Regions from separate parts of the Mus musculus genome. Here region 2 is linked to region 1. A link is a contact called in public Hi-C data. All regions are on one chromosome and are shown on one strand. The core of a region is the stretch at or near the end of the contact, and the rest is flanking DNA. Distances in the headings are between cores, read along the strand shown.

The links. Hi-C and Micro-C count contacts between places; a contact is called where the count stands out from the background.
Region 2: a Hi-C map of bone marrow-derived macrophages shows a contact between it and region 1, with 43 read pairs. The contact joins the promoter of Parp1 here to the enhancer-like site in region 1. A contact is called at or near these places in 2 of 39 promoter capture datasets (the SN4741 cell line and macrophages), 1 of 15 datasets of contacts at CTCF or cohesin (large pre-B cells), 14 of 484 Hi-C or Micro-C datasets (bone marrow-derived macrophages, embryonic ectoderm, embryonic stem cells and 8 more), 6 of 115 datasets of contacts at active chromatin or transcription factors (the HPC-7 cell line, the SCID.adh cell line, bone marrow-derived macrophages and 3 more) and 4 of 9 other capture datasets (adipose tissue, liver, macrophages and 1 more).

What each region holds. Positions count from the first base shown.
Region 1 is chr1:180,678,212-180,681,721 of GRCm38.p6, forward strand. It overlaps Lin9 (lin-9 homolog (C. elegans)), which reads left to right. Exons shown (of 15, transcript NM_001103182.2): 12 at 2,889-3,014. Among named protein-coding and RNA genes, the nearest start is that of Mixl1, 17 kb to the right of the region's middle. Within about 2 kb of position 1,495, at least 8 of the 459 cell types and tissues checked have an H3K27ac peak or open chromatin away from gene starts, as enhancers often do. A contact at or near this core is called in bone marrow-derived macrophages, where this site is marked.
Region 2 is chr1:180,567,624-180,570,899 of GRCm38.p6, forward strand. It overlaps Parp1 (poly (ADP-ribose) polymerase family, member 1), which reads left to right and starts at 1,268. Exons shown (of 23, transcript NM_007415.3): 1 at 1,268-1,530. The coding sequence starts at 1,411. Gm31986 (a long non-coding RNA gene) reads right to left here and starts at 1,276. Exons shown (of 4, transcript XR_001779573.2): 1 at 355-1,276.

The DNA of each region.
Region 1 (3,510 bases), core at 245-2,744:
CACTACCATATGCTCTGCTAAAAAAAAATTATTTCCTGCTAGTCTAAAATTTCTTTTGGTAATCTCTCCCTGATTTCTAGGCAGCCATTGATATGCTGTCTGACATCCTGGGTTAGGATTGGTTTATATTTTCTAGAATACTGTGTAAATAGAATCATACAGTCTGCATGAGCTCTTTTCATGCCTGGTTTTTACATAACGAGTTTGGGATACACATACTTAATGACAGGATTCAGACTACGCCATTTTTTTTTAACCTTCAGTGCCAATGATCAAATCAGGGCCCTGGGCTTGCAGCCCTGAGCTGCTCCTCCCTTTGTGATGGGCCACACTTTATCCATTCATTTATAGATGAGCTTTGGATTTGTCCCAATTTTCAATTTCTCTAAAATTGCTGTGAACATTGGCATACAGGTCTTTGTATAGACAGCTGTTTTTATTTCTCTTGGCATGTTTATGATAGGTGAGTATTTAGCTTTTTACAAACTTGTGTTTTTATACAGGTGTGTTTACTATGTAGCGATCTATTGAATTGTATATGTTTGTGCAATTTTATAATAAAAGTTCAGTTAAGACAAAACTGTTAACAAACAAGATAACTGTTGGGCAAAAGCAGGCAGATCTCATGAGTCAAGGCCAGCCTACTGTACACAGCATATTCTAGGCCAGCCTACTGTACACAGCATATTCTAGACCAGCCTACTGTACACAGCATATTCTTGGCCAGTCTACTGTACACAGCATATTCTAGGCCAGCCTACTGTACACAGCATATTCTTGGCCAGCCTACTGTACACAGCATATTCTTGGCCAGTCTACTGTACACAGCATATTCTTGGCCAGCCTACTGTACACATCATATTCTAGGCCAGCCTACTGTACACAGCATATTCTAGGCCAGCCTACTGTACACAGCATATTCGAGGCCAGCCTACTGTACACAGCATATTCTAGGCCAGCCTACTGTACACAGCATATTCGAGGCCAGCCTACTGTACACAGCATATTCGAGGCCAGCCTACTGTACACAGCATATTCGAGGCCAGCCTACTGTACACAGCATATTCGAGGCCAGCCTACTGTACACAGCATATTCTAGGCCAGCCTACTGTACACAGCATATTCGAGGCCAGCCTACTGTACATAGCATATTCTAGGCCAGCCTACTGTACACAGCATATTCGAGGCCAGCCAGGGTCATATGGTGAAACTCTGTATCAAAAGCAAAACAGTGCTGGGCCGGGCGTGGTGGCGCACGCCTTTAGTCAGAGGCAGAGGCAGGAGGATTTCTGAGTTCGAGGCCACCCTAATCTACAGAGTGAGTTCCAGGACAGCCAGGGCTATACAGAGAAACCCTGTCTCAAAAAAACAAAAAAAAAAAAAAAAAATAAAGCAAAACAAAACTAGTTTTCCCCCATCCTGGGAATGTACACTGGCGCTGACGTGCTAGCCATCACTCTGTCACTGGGCTATACCCCAGCCCTACGACGTTGCCTTTTCTAGCAGGAAGTTATATCTGTGTGGTTTCATTCGAGCATTTGGGAAGTTCATATATAGCCTGACAGGTCATTCTTCCCCACTCACTTAACCTGTTTTTTGACACATGACATTATACTGATTCCCTTTATTTCTCTGGTACCATCTACCGGATCCCCATGGGGACTGCCATGTGTGGTGCAGAGACATACTTGCAGTCAAGCTACCCATACACAGAAGAATAAAAATCTAAAAAAAATTTTATCGTATGTGAAGAATGCTTATATAACTCTCCATTGGTTAGTGTGCAAGGAAGTGCTCATACTTTGTTCAGTGAGAAGATAAGCTACTGGTCTCCTAGAAGGCGACTCACCAAAGCACTGGCCAGAAACCTACTTCTGCATTATCTGTATTACCTATTACTGTGAGAAACATCACGACCAAGGTAACTTACAGAAGGAGTTTGTCTGGGTTTATGGCTCTGAAACAGTAAGAGTCCATCTTGGTGGCAGGAGCAGGAAGCTGAGAGCTCACATTCTCAACCATAATACAAGGTAGACAAAGCTGGCTACAAGTGTTACGGCGTCTCAGAGCCAACCTCCTGTCGAGCTCCTAAACTTTCCCAGCGAGTTCCACCAAATATCCAAACATCTGAGCCCGTGGAGGACATTCTCATTCAAACGACTACGTCTGCTCTCCCCACACTCATTGGCTTGTGACCAAATTAATACAAAATGAATTTAGACCAAATTCAAAGGTCCTTGTAGCCTTTCACAGACTCAACACTGTTTCAAATCCAACGTCTCTTGAAACTCAAGACAATCTCTTAATTATAAACTTCTGTCAAATCAGAAAGAGAATTACATATTTTCTATCAGGGCATAGTGTGGAAAACTGGATCACAGCAAGCCTGGAGCCCAGAGGCAAACCCCAAACCCGGGAGCTCACCTCTGACGTCAGAGGGCGTTTGCTTCCTTTACGTTTTCTGTGTATAAAGTTTCTACTAAAGGAATAAGTGGGCGCTAGAGAGAGTTGAGTGGCTAAGAGTGCATACTGCCCTTGCAGAGAATCTCAGGTCAGTTCCTAGTGCTCACACTGAGTAGCCCACTACAACCTGTAACTCCAGCAGTCCTGTACTTCTGACCTCCATGGACATTGGGATTTATTGTGTACATCCACAATCTCACCTAACTTAAAACAATCAAATAAAAAAAAAAGAGTGAGTAGCAGACATTAGGCATTCCTAAGAGCAAGGGCAAACTCCTTGTAATGTTAACACCATTATCAGGTAAGAACAGTATCACAGTATAGGAAGGTATAATGACCTGCCGGCTATTTTAGATCTCTTTTAGATTATGGAAATTGTATTGTTAACAAGACAGAACCTTATCAGATCTGTTTTTTCATGTCAGAAATCCTATTCCATGCCCATTGGCATTGAGTTTCAGCGGAGATACGCAACGATCGTCCTGGAGCTTGAGCAGCTGAACAAGGACCTGAACAAAGTTCTGCATAAAGTTCAGCAGTATTGCTATGAGGTGAGTGGCGTATATTGCTTTCACTGGTGTTTTGTTTTGTTTTGTTTTGTTATTTTGGTTTTTTTTGAGATGGGGTCTCACTCTGTAGCTATGGCTGCTCTGGAGACCAGCCTGGCCTCCAGCTCAGAAATCCGCCTGTTTCTGCCTCCTAGTGCTGGGATTAAAGGTGTGCGCCACCATGCACAGCCTAATGTGTGTTGCTTTCCCTCCATGTTTTGTTATTTGAAGCTTAATGATTTTACCTTCACCTTTTGTAAGCTCTAAGTTAAACCAGTATCTTTAAAAGGTTTTTTATCAGGACTGCAATTTGCATATGTATTTGCTCACATCAGTATTAAGAGTATTTTACACACAGTAAATTATCAATTTTCAATTACTAACTTACAAATGATATTGTTCTATCAAAAAAAAAAGACTTAGAGTTAAAAATCTGGAAAAAGAATTATCTTTTGTGTTTTGATGGTGCCTGTGTGCATGCGTATTCATGTTCCTTTGT
Region 2 (3,276 bases), core at 18-2,517, 110 kb before region 1:
TTCTGGACTCAGCAAACACCAAACACACATGATATATAAATATTTATACAGGCAAAACATGCCTGCAATTCACACATTGTAATTTGGTCTGGGAGATTTTCTGTTTTTTAAGTCTGAGATAGGCTAGCCTGCCTGGTTTAGACCCTCTGCAGCAAAGGAGAATTTGCTGGGGTGGTTACCCACGGGATCAGTTACAAGGCAAAGTGGAAGGACCCCACTCCCTGGACTAGGTTAGGGAACAGCCATGTGTCCTGTCTCTCTCTGCCACGAGAGGGTCTCAACAAGGGAGGGCAGGGTTAGAAAAAGAGCAGCAACAGAGGAAGCACAAAGCAGATACCTAGAGCCAGTTCATACCTGCTCAATCAGGAATGATTCATAGACAAGTAGGCCACAGCTCACCAGCCAGTTTGCTGCCAGACATGCAGTTTACCCACACTTTAGGACACAGGCAAGTGGATCTCTGTGAGTTTGAAGCCGACTTCATCTTCATGGCCAGCCAGGGCTTTATAGTGAGACCCTGCATCACGCTCATATAATTATTAAAAAAAAAAAAAGACCAATAATGTTAAAGATTGTAGTGCTACATTAAATAACAAGATCTAACAGTAGCAAGTTTAACAATACCTATAACTTTAATTGTCGATAACCTAAAATATTTTGGGATCTCCCCAGGAAAATATCTGTTGCCGGAGATGGTGTCACACGCCCTTAATCCCAAGCACTCAGGAGGCAAAGGCACATGGATCCCTGTGAGTTCAAGGCCAGCCTGATCTACAGAACAAGTTTCAGGGCAGCCAGGGCAACACTGAGACACCCTGTCCTGTGTTAGCGCGGAGATGGGGGATGAGAACACACGACATCTGTTGTAACTACTACCAACTGTCACGGGTTCTGCTCATTCTCTTGGAATTTATAGTTATGCATTTAAGTTTACTAAGAATGAAAAATCAGGCTTTAGTTGGTTTTCTGTGTCAGCAATGTGGAGGCTGCAAAGCAGAATACTACACTTAGGGTCAGCAGGGTTCGCTCTAGACATACCTAGAAAAAAATGCAAGTGGGTGAGGTGGAATTATTTGGGCGAACAAAAAGCCTTTCTGGGACAAACCGACAAAAGGGGTGGCGCCTGTCAGATTCCCCGGGTCCCCGCCCTGGCCCCTTCCCAGAGGCAGAGACCAGCGTGCACAGGCGCAGTCGCGCTGGGACCCAACCTCCCAAGGACACGTGCTGAAGCCCCGCCCTATGAGCTGAGGCCCCGCCCTCCGCGCGCGAGCTTGGGGGGGCGGTCCCGCCGCTAGGCATCAGTAATCTATCCTGAGCGGAGGCGGCTCTGCACGCTTGCGGGGGAAACCGACACGTTAGCGGAGCGCACCAGCGGCGGCGTCGGGCTGCCGCTGCAGCACGAGAAGGAGGATGGCGGAGGCCTCGGAGAGGCTTTATCGAGTGGAGTACGCGAAGAGCGGGCGCGCCTCTTGCAAGAAATGCAGCGAGAGTATTCCCAAGGACTCCCTCCGCATGGCCATCATGGTGCAGGTGCGACGGGGCCGGGCCGGAGGCGCAGGGCGACGCGGCCTGGGCGGCTGTGTGGGCTCGGGGCCGCCTCACTCCGCCCTGCGGCTCAGCCGGACCGGGAGAGAAGGGCGGGAAAGACCCGCGGCGCTGCCGCGGAGGTCCTTGAGGCCCATTGGGCCGACCCCTTCCGGGACATTGCGCTTACCCTGCAAGAAAAGCCCGGGAAGTAAGAGCATCTGGCGTAAGTGCCTCTGGCTTTGTAAAGACAAGGGGCCTGCCTCTTCGCTGGGTCTGGATGGTCGCAGAGTTTTTGTTTATTTCACTGCCTTCTCGGCGTCGGGGTGGAGGGTGTGCGCGCGGTCTTTAAAGCTGCTCTGATTTGGGCCTATCTTGTCCCGGAAGATTATTGTCCTCCATGAATACAGAAGATTTTTTTTTCCCCTTAAGCCTATTTTTGATGATCCTTTCAACATCCGCTCACTCTCGGTATTTCTATTTTAGTTATGCAAAGCAGTGCCATTTCTTTACAGTGCATTCGCTTTGGGCCTGATTTCTACTTGGAAATAACATTTTCTCCAAACTTCCCGAGGTCTCGGCGCTTTCTGCAGCTATCTGGTCTCTTCACTGACGCTTCCGAGATGGTCAGGAGGTGGTGGGATGACGGGTCCTGGCGTTCCAGTGGCTCCTGCCTCCTAGGCTTCTGGTTTTGCAGATTCCTTCCCGTCTTTGCTAGTGTGGTTCTCACCTGCCCTGTTCCCACCTCCCCCAAACACTCAGTTACCCAAGCTCACGCTGCTAATGGTCGAGGCAATTGATTTCCCTTGCTGTCCAGCTGCAGTAATGTGTTTTAGAAGAGGCAGGCTAGCCCTCAATGGGGCTTCAGTTCTTAAGGGGGGGAGGGAAGGGGGAAAAGACATTCACCCAGTGGGTACCAAGATACCACACTGCTTCTATTATTTCTCCTTATGGGAAGAACTGAAGCTGTCATCTTGGTGCCCTCGGAGAGACTGCCTAGCTCAGCATTCTTGCTTGACACAGTTCTCATACATTCTATACATATTTATTAAGAAGCAGCTAGGCACGGTGTTAGTGTCTATAATTATCATTGGTGACAAAAATGTCGGGAACTGCTAGGGACGTCTTTGTTGCTTGCATTTATGACGGGATGGGGAACCCGTCCTGGGCTCCTCCTGCTAGGTTAAGGGGTATGGGAAGGATTGATAAGCCTTGTATCTGATGGAACTGAGTGCTAGGCAGAATGCCCTGGGGAGGAGAAGCCCAAGATGTCCCAGTCAAGTGTGGGAGCTTGATTAAGAGTTTTTATTCACAGAAGTGGGACAGGAAGATGGAGATAGCTAGAATTTGAAGGACAGTTGAAAGCCCCATTTCCCACTGAGGTCTTTGAACTTTACCCCACAGTTCCCTCCTCCCTGTGAGAAGATAAATAGAGCTCTCTGGGCTTAAGAGAAAGCAAATTTACATCCTTGCCAGTTTGTAGATTAAACCCATTATTCCCTCGGTCTTGAATATAGCAGGAAAGCAAAATAGTCTTCGGCTTATATTTTCATATTATTTTATGATTGGGGATTCCTCAATTGTAACAGCTAGTAGAGGGATATTAGTAAAGTATAAGGTAATGGTATGCCCAGAATTAGGTTGATTGGTTTTGAGACCAGATTTCAGGGCTGATGTCTGTGATGCTCTGGCCTCCATCCTGGAGTGCTGAGAATTACTGGCCTGCCTCTACTGCCACACCCAGCCTTTCAA